Linked DNA regions of Bos taurus: region 2 is linked to region 1. Evidence: chromatin contacts called from public Hi-C data. All regions are on one chromosome and are shown on one strand. Each heading gives the region's core, a stretch centred on a gene start, on an enhancer-like site or on the middle of the called end of the contact. The rest is flanking DNA. Distances are from core to core; before and after follow the strand shown. Region 1 overlaps CLEC16A (C-type lectin domain containing 16A). Region 2 holds the start of TNP2 (transition protein 2).

The links. Hi-C and Micro-C count contacts between places; a contact is called where the count stands out from the background.
Region 2: a Hi-C map of an unstated tissue shows a contact between it and region 1, with 3 times the contacts expected there. The contact joins the promoter of TNP2 here to the enhancer-like site in region 1. A contact is called at or near these places in 3 of 11 Hi-C or Micro-C datasets (liver, skeletal muscle and an unstated tissue).

The regions. Positions count from the first base shown.
Region 1 is chr25:9,650,278-9,654,924 of ARS-UCD2.0, forward strand. It overlaps CLEC16A (C-type lectin domain containing 16A), which reads left to right. Exons shown (of 22, transcript XM_059881547.1): 3 at 1,651-1,799. Among named protein-coding and RNA genes, the nearest start is that of CLEC16A, 32 kb to the left of the region's middle. Within about 2 kb of position 1,479, at least 9 of the 102 cell types and tissues checked have an H3K27ac peak or open chromatin away from gene starts, as enhancers often do. A contact at or near this core is called in liver, where this site is marked.
Region 2 is chr25:9,925,266-9,929,985 of ARS-UCD2.0, forward strand. It overlaps TNP2 (transition protein 2), which reads right to left and starts at 2,800. Exons shown (of 2, transcript NM_174200.2): 1 at 2,347-2,800; 2 at 1,253-1,432. The coding sequence starts at 2,728. The coding sequence ends at 1,416.

The DNA.
Region 1 (4,647 bases), core at 229-2,728:
GAGGTGGGAGCATGACGGGGAAGCCTAGCGGGCCTTCTCAACACACGGAGCACTGGGCCCACCCAGAGATCTGAGTAGGTGGTCAGGGCCGGGCCCAAGACTCCGCAAGTCTTGATAAGCTCCAGGGAGGCCGTGTTGCTGGTCCCACAACCAGAGGTAGAGAGGTGCCACCCCGCTCTCCTGCCTTGCTGAGTCTGCCCGTATGCTGGTGTGGGTCTGCCCGTATGCTGGTGTGGGTCGTGTCTGGCCTTTACCCATCTGTGGGGAGGCAGCCAGAACGGAACGGCCGATGGTGGGCACGGCAGCACTAGCTTCGCAGGGTGTCTGGTGAGGACTCAGAGGACAACTTGTCTGGCCAGGGCCCAAGGCCGAGACTGCAGACTGCAGGCCCATGAGTGGTAGGGGTTCTGTAGACTGTTTTCACTGGCAAGCACAGCTTCCAAAACTAGTGGATCTAGTGGCTGACATTTCAACTTCAAAGGTAACAGCATTAAGATCTGTATTTTCTAGCTTCCTTTGCACGGCTGGAAGCTCTCACCACGGGAAGCTGTCTCCCAGCAGGGCCTGGGAGCTTAGCAGGATGGCCACTCCCTTGTGGATCCAGTGCCCCCAGGGCCTCGTTATCCAGTTTTCCTCCTTGGCCCCCATGTGAAATGAAAGTCACCCAGTCATGTCCGACTCTTTGCAACCCCATGGACTATACAGTCCATGGAATTCTCCAGGCCAGAATACTGGAGTGGGTAGCCTTTTGCTTCTCCAGGAAATCTTCCCAACCCAGGATTGAACCCAGATTTCCCATGTTGCAGGCAGATTCTTTACCAGGTGAGCCACCAGGGAAGCTCAAGAATACTGGAGTGGGTAGCCTATCCCTTTTCTAGCGGGTCTTCCCGACCCAGGAATCAAACTGGGGTCTTCTGCATTGCAGGTGGATTCTTTACCAGCTGAGCCACCAGGGAAGCCCCTGGCCGCCATGAGGGCATGGTATTAACACAGGACAGTGAACTGAAGTTTGGATTCCATTCCTGACTTACTGTCTCTCTGTCCTTGGGCAGATTAATTAACCTTAGTGTTTTTACTCACCTGCAAAACAGGGCAAACAGGCCTACTCTGCAGGTTCACCATCGTGGTGAGTGATGACGCAAAGCAGTCCGCCTGCTGCTGGCCCGGTCGTGGAGGCTGAGCCTCCAGGGGCCTCTATAAATCATGTTGCCATGCGGAGCCTTCTGTGGCACTCAAGGGTGACAATGTGACTTTTGATGGCAAAATGGGGCCATCTTTCATAAGACATGGTGCAGCTGACCCTCGTCTGTGGGTGGTTTGTGAAACTGCCCACATACCACCTGGTTTGCCCTGCCACCGGCTCTCTCACTGAACTTTGCTAGCAACGGAGGGAAATGTTCGAGGATTCTTGTGTCTGGTGTGGGAGGCAGCCGTGTCCTGGGCTTTCTGGGGCCTCGCTCTTGAACTTTGTAGTGACTACGCATGGTGGCTGAGTTCTGTGCTGGTTAAAGGTTAAGCTGCTCCCTGTCAGCCTGACTGGTTCAAGCCCCTTCACGTGGTCATCTGCTTGTTCCTGGACTTTTCTCTGCTTGTCTTTCCTCCAGCGTGAATTAATTAATCTTTTTCCTTTTCTTTTTTTTCTCCCTCTAGATTATTTGCTCTCTAATAACTATGTAAATTCTATCATTGTCCACAAGTTCGACTTTTCTGATGAGGAGATTATGGCATATTACATATCGTTCCTGAAAACGCTTTCATTAAAACTCAACAACCACACGGTCCATTTCTTTTACAATGAGGTAAGTAGCTGCACAGAGGCATGTTTGTTTGGAAGCTGGCCAGTTCAAGCAGCGCCTTTGGTTTGGGTGACCTTGTGTCTGTTTACAAAGCACATTTGCATTCACCATTTCCTGATTCACTATTTCATAGCAACACTGTTTGACCTTGGCGTGTTTTTTTTTTTTTCAATTGAACAAGTTACCTTTTCTGTTTTTAATGTAAAATTCAATTTGTGCTACCTGAGAGCATGATACTCTTGGTAGGGAGAAGTGCCCAGAAATTAACTTGGGATGTGTTCCTCTGTTGGCAAAACAGTGATGACTCCAGTCAAACCCAGCTTTGCCACTTGCCTGCTATGTGACCTTAAAGGAGTCTTAGTCCTCTGAGCCTCAATTTCTTCATCTGAGAAATGGTGATGATAGTTTCTACCTTGAAGGGTTTTCCAGGGGTTGAATTAAATGAGATGATGTCTTCAAAACAACTAGTATGTACCTGACTCCCTAAAACTGTAGCCCTTGTCATTCCTTACTCTGGTATTCTTTGGGAGAATTACTAACAATTTAAATAAATGAGTTGCCATTGTTCTTACAATTAAGAGGAGCTTGAGCGATCAGGTCACTAAATCTCACATTCCAAAAAGTACAGATGCTGGCTTTCCTGGGACTGGCTCATCCTGTGGCTCGACCACTTCGTGAGCAACCCAGGCTTTTCCATTGTCTTGCTCTGCTGAGCTGGCATCTGTCTTCAGGCTTATACCCCTCATGGTCTCAGGATGGCTGCAAAAGCTCCAGACACCACACTCACTTGCCACCGCTGAAAAGCCTGGTGACATCACGTCCTTTCTTGTGCCCCCTTCTGACTTTCCCCAAACTTCTTTCCCAGAAGCCTCCCAGCAGACTTCCTTTCCCGCCCTGCTGGTCAGAATTCTGTCACATTTCTCTCACAGTGTGTCTGTTGTTGGGAATGGCCTGGCAGGACGGTTCTGGCTCCGTGTCTCACAAGGCTGCAGTCATCCGAAGGCTGGATTAGGGTTGGGGGATCTGCTTCCAGGGTGGCTCGTCCACATGGCTGACCATTCAGCGCTGGCTGTTGCTGGGAGGCCTCGGTTACACAGTCCCCTCCAGAGAGTTGCTCGGGCGTCCTCCTGGCGTGGCAGTTGGCTTCCCATAGAATAAGTGATCCCAAGACATCAAGGCAAGCTGTAATGCCTTTCCTGATGGGGCCTCAGAAGCCACACACCGTCTCTTCCATTGTCTTCTTTAGGCCGCCCAGGCCAGCCCTGACTCAGCATAGAAGGAGGCACAGGGTGTGCCTCTAGGAGGTGAGGGTCGTTGGGCCATCTTGGAGGCCAGCTGCCACACAGCCACATGCTGTTTGTCCGGCAGGTGTCCTCTGATCGGTGGTCACATACGCTGCACAGCCTGTGCTTGAAGTCAGACCATGGTCCCAGACATTTCTTCTGAGTTTGGGCAAAATCCACCCAGCTGTCTTCGTAGGATGTGGCAACAGCCTCCTGCACTTTGATTTTTTTTGTCTAGATTTATAATGGGCAAAAACTGGCCTCTTGCTCACATATTGTTCCTGAAAACACTTTCATTAAAACTCAACAGCCACGGTCCGTTTCTTTTACAAGGGAAGGCTGCGCTTCCCTTTACAAAAGGAAGGAGTACTAGCCCCCAGCCACGAGGTGTGGGATGGTTTAGAAGATTAACATTGTGTGGCCCAGTGCCTGGAACCCAGTACGGGCTCATTGAATGTGTCTAGAGACCAGAGGGGTGCTGTTTGCATTCTCCCAGAGGCTATCTTGGGCAGAAAGAAACCCACCTGCGAAGTTTAGACCAGAGAGGGGGGGCAGGTTCTTCCCCAGCTCAGGTGCAGCTGGGCTTCTGTGTACCTGCTGGTGGCTGGGGGGGAGTGGGGCGGGGAGGGCAGCATGCAGGGATTCTGGGGCCGTAGTGATGCTTCTGGAAGAATATCCAGCTGATCCCAGAGTATAGGAGCCTGATCTTTGAGGTGGACGTGGTTTCTGTCTCTATGGGCTGGTGCAGTAGCTACCACCTGTTAGTGTACACCTGTGTCTAGTGCTCCAAGTCGCGCTGCCCTCATTAGACAGGTGTCACCTCACTGAAGGTCGCTGGTCCGTCTTTCCTGCCTGGGGTGCCCTCCAGTCTGGTCGGGTGCCATGCAAAACACTGGCCAGAAGAGGGCAGCAGAGCACGTCATTTCATGCTCCAGCCCAGATCCTGTGTCCTTTTCCTTAATTAAGGCTCTACTTCTCTGGTTCGGAATAGTTTTGATCTGTTCTCTGGTTTTGATCTGTTCTGATAACCCCTTTTTAATGGCAGAAGATTCCCGAGATACTTCTCTTCCACGGTAATGTTTACACTTTTAGTGTTTCCAAATAGAGATATATATTAGCTAAAAGAGGATCTTGGAGAAGGAAATGGCAACCCACTCCAGTATTCTTGTCTAGAGAATCCCAGGGACAGAGGAGTCTGGTGGGCTGCCATGTATGGGGTCGCACACAGTCAGACACGACTGAAGCGACTTAGCAGCAGTAGCAGCAAAAGAGGGTCTAAATGTAGTCAGACTTTGCACTTGCCTTTTATTAGTTGAAGCAGCATCTAATAACTGCATCTGAATTATCACCGAGTGCTCCTTAGGGATCGGGCAGCAGGGTATGCACTGTACCTGAAATAATCTCATTTAATCTTAGCAACCACGAAGTGGGAATTATTATCCTCATTTTACAAATGTAGAAACGGAGGCTTAGATATACTTTATCACACAGCTAAGAGTGGTGGAACAGATCCTGAACCTAGGCCTGGCATTGGCTGGACCCACTTCTGTTTCTTCCATGGTCTCACC
Region 2 (4,720 bases), core at 1,550-4,049, 280 kb after region 1:
CCCCCCACACACCTGTGCCAGCCGCTGTAGCCTTTGGAATACCTCAGACTCCTTCCTTGCTCCCTCCAGGCTTGCACATGCTGTTCTCTCGCCTGCAATGTGCTTTCCTCGGGTCCCCATTTCCTTGAACTCTGTCCCCACCCCCAGCCCCACCAGAGTTGCTCTGTGTTACACCCAGACCGGCTTCCTTGATTCTGCTTATTGTGACCAGCAAATGTTTCATATTTGGCTATGTCCGGCCTTAGTTGCGGCAGGTGGGATCTTTCCTTGCAGCACGTGGGCTCCAGAGTGTGCGGGCTCTGTACTTGCGGCACATGGGCTCTCTAGTTGTGGCCTGTGGGGATCAGTTCCCTGACCAGGGATTGAACCCACGTCCCCTGCATTATTAAAAGGTGGATTCTTAACCACCGGAGCATCAGGGAGGTCCCGTGACTAGCAAATCTTGTGCTTGTACGTTTGTGTTCTTTCTGTGGATGCGTCTTGTGTTTCAGCCCAGCCCCTGAAAGCACTTTGCCCTTTATGTATTGAAACAAATGAGGCTCAGAGAGGTTGATCACCAACCCAAGGGAACACAGCAGGCAAACAAAATGAGCCAGGACTCAAACTCAGGATGCTCTGGACTGCAAAGCACATGTTCCTAACCCCCTTCCTGCTTGTCTCCTGCCATGGTCCTGGCCTGCTCACTCTGCGTGTGGATGACATGAACAGTGTGTGGGCTCGAGCATATCCCGTGTGTGAGTGTGCGTGTGCACTGCTGCTGCTGAGTCACTTCAGTCGTGTCCGACTCTGTGCGACCCCATAGACGGCAACCCACCAGGCTTTCCCAGTCCCTGGGATTCTCCAGGCAAGAACACTGGAGTGGGTTGCCATTTCTGTCTCCAGTGCATGAAAGTGAAGTGAAAGGGAAGTCGCTCAGTTGTGTCCGACTCTTGGCGACCCCATGGACTGCAGCCTACCAGGCTCCTCCATCCATGGGATTTTCCAGGCAAGAGTACTGGAGTGGGGTGCCACTGCCTTCTCCCGTGCATGAGCACATGGGAGCTATACGCGCTCCCGAGAGAGCATTGCCCATCTATGCCAAAGGCTTCTTGGTGTGTTTACCTTCCATTCATTTCTGCTCCACATGAGGACTGATACCTTACACTTTTATGAGATCCCATCCCAAGGCATGTCCCTCCTCCCTACCCAACCTCTTCCCTGCTTTGTACTTCCAACCAGGCCCCCCAAAACATGACACAGTTAATGAAACAACTCCAGGATAAGTCATCCAGTGTACGAGCTTTAATCAATGTTGCATAGAAATCACTGTAGTAACATGTTCCTGCAAAGTTTACTTCTTCCTTCTAGCATTCAACGTGTGATGGCGTTTCTTATCTGGATGAAACAGACACAGGAACAAACCGTGGGGTGTCATCTCAGTTGTACTTCCGTCCTAAGGGATAGAAATGGGAAAGGGAGCCTTTAATAACTGAGTGCTTCCTAAGGTCACTTAACCCTCTCCTTTGGGTTTTTGGATGCTCGTGTGTAATCAGATATGGGGCATGGCTAGAACTGACACAATCATCAGGGTCCTTTTGACTTGGGAATCCATCCATTTATCATGCACCCGTGAATTCAACCCAGTCCAACATTCATTTCATTCTTTAAACCACGTCCAGGCTACACATCCAGTCCACCAATCCCACTGTCTTTCTTTCGTTCATTGGTCCAGTTAGTCCATTCAGCCAGCTTGCCATCCAGTCAGTTCATCTATCAGTTCATTTATCCATCCACCAACCTGATCCTCCACCCACCTAGACCACCATTATTTAACCAATTCATATCCTCTCAATAGTCATGCCTCCAGATATCCAATTGTGTTCAAACCCTTATCTACTCAGCCATCTGCCCAGCCAACCAATTCATTCACCCTCCCAATGCATCAGCCCAATCTAGAAATCTAATCACATCCCTTCTGATTCTCAGTCACTTAATGGATTCATTCCTTCCCCTCATCCTTCTTACCCATCCACTCAAGCAACCATCTAACTCTTCTCCCCATTCGCTATCTAACAGGCCTCCTAATTATTCATCTACCCAGCCTTATTCACCTCTCCATGCTTCCACCTAGCTAATCTGCCGTTCGTCCATCCTTCCAATCAACCCATCCAATTAAAGAGCTATTCCATCAATGCATCATGTATATACAACTGTCATAGTTCCCTCTCCCTCTTAACCCTTGCCTGTGGGTCCTCTGTGCTCTGACTTGGCGGAGGCAGCCTTCACCTCACCGCCTCTACAGCCCTGCTGGGCTGCGCCGCCCTTCTCTGGGGGAGTCCTGTGAAAGGCCACCGGCTTGACAGGTACCTGAGCTCTGCCTCTTTCTTTTGTACACCTGCTTGCTCCTCTTGACCTGCTTCCTCTTGATCACCTTTCCCTCCAAGTTCTTTCTGTTCTTGGAGTGGCTGCAAGAGTGGGTGACGGGCCGCGAGGGACACTGGTGGGAGTGCATGGTGTGTCTGTGGCGCCTCAGAGGAGGGCTGGGGCCTGGGCTCTGGCCCTGGCGGCCAGTGGGGCTGCGGTGGCTCCTCGGGCGCCGGCTGGAGCTGCGGCTGCGGCAGCTGCGGCTGCGGCTGCGGCTCTGGCAGTGCTGGCTGCAGCTGCAGTGGTGGCAGGCGTGGCTTTGGGGCCGAGAGTTGCTGTGGGGCTGGGCGTGGGTGTTGGGAAGGCTCTGTGTCTTGGTGTCCATGGGTGGGGGGCGGCCTCGCTTAGAGGGGCAGGGGCCGCCGCCTCCTCCTCCTCTTCTGGCAGACCCAGCTTCACAGAGGCCCTGGCAGCCCCTGGTTATATAGTTGGGCCCGATTGTGATGGCACCGGCCACAGGGGGGTATGTAACAGATGTGGCGCAACGGGGAACAAAGCCCTCTGCCCTCATCCTAACACGCAGGGTGGGGCAGCTTTCAAAGGGCGTGTCTGTGGGTTGAGAGCAGCCCCTCAGGTCGGGTGGAGCTGGGCCCACACCTGGGCCTGCTGCTGCTTTTCCTTCTGATCTCTTCCCCCCGGGCATCCGCCTCTCTAGTCCCAGTTTCCCTGCTTTTGTAGAACGGGGCGTAGCACACCTACCCCTTCCTTGGGGCCAGCCTGCAGTAAGAACTCAATAAACGTGTCCGAGCATGCCCAGTCTTGTTCTGGCTCCACGCAGGCAGGCTGGAATCCAGGAGCACAGCCCTGACCCCAGTAGAGTGGGGATGGGTGGGTGGTCAGTAAGGCAGATGACCGCCACCGGGGTGGGTGCGCGTTGAGCCATGGGATGACTTATCAGGTGGAGGGTAAGAGTGACCAAAGATGTGAATGTATGGCAGAAACCAGCACAATACTGTAAAGGGGTTATCCTTCAGTTAAAAATAAACTAATTAATAAATGAATAAAACGAACAAACAAAAAAAGTAACCAAAGGGACCCACGGTGGTCCTGGGGCCTGCCTGACAAGCCTGCCTCCCTAGCAGGATTTATAGCTGGGAAATCCAGAGTCGGGTTCAAAGCCCACTCTGTTCTGATATCCTGTCTTGGGTCAGTTGTTTTGAGGCCTGGTTTCCCTGTTGGACAAAGGGCTGTCACCCCTTCCTTCCTGGCATTCTTGTGAGCCTGAGACGCCCGTCAAACCTCAGGAGGCGCTTGAAAACCGGTCTCCTGCCTCCCGCCTGCCGCCTCCGCTCCCCTCCCCCACTGCTAGCACGGCCCCAGTGTGCACCCCTGCTCTGACCTCCTAGCCCCTGGGGAAGAAAGCCCACCCCGTGCGTGCGTGTGCACACGGCCTGGTCAGAGCTCCTTCATCCCTTTCTCTCCACAGCCATCCATGCCTCCCCCGCCTCGGTCAACGCTTGGTCTCAGCTCTTGGCCCTCAACCCTCCCTATAGCTCAACCTCGGGAGACTCCCTCCATCTCCACCTCCCCTCCCTCTAGCAGAACCCCCAGCCTACGTCTGTTGCTCACGCACAGCTTTGCTATCATCTGCTTTTATTGTAGTTTATTTCTTCATAAATGTGTCAGATCACATGGTGAAAATCACCCTCTTTTAGGGAACACTTCCGATATGGCTGGGCTCTGCCCCCACCTCTTCTAGGTGGCTTTGTCTCTGAGTCTTAGTGACCTTTGGACTGGGCTGAACAGAGTCCCCCAAAGGATGTGTCCACGTCCCAATCCCTGGAAGCTGTCAATGTCACTGTATTTGGAAAAGCCTCTTTGCAGATGTAATTAAGGATATTCAGAGCATCCTGAATTATCCAAGTGCACCCTAAATCCAAAGGCCAATGTCTTTATAAGAAAGCAAAGAGAAGGATCAGGGAGAAGGGGCCCCAGGAAGGCAGAGGCCCAGACTAGAGCCATGCAGCCATGAGCCATGGGGACCCCGTAGGCTGGACAAGGAGAGGGAGGCTGCCCTGGGGCCGCCAGGGCCTGTGGCCCAGAGAACTTGATTTCAGACTTCTGGCCTCTGGAAGGTGAAAGGATATATTATAAGCTGCCAGGTTTTTGATCACTTGTTACAGCAGCCCTGGGGAACTAATATTACAGTTTGCAAAGCAGAAGCGGGCTCAGAGAGGTTGAATGACCAGCCCGGAGCCCCACAGCTAGTCAGTGGCAGAGCCAGGATTCGGACTCAGGCTTGGCCGCCTCCAGTCCACCCTCGTGGTCACTGAGGCCTCCGCGGGGATGAAGGGGGCTCGAGTGGCCCTGTTCTAAG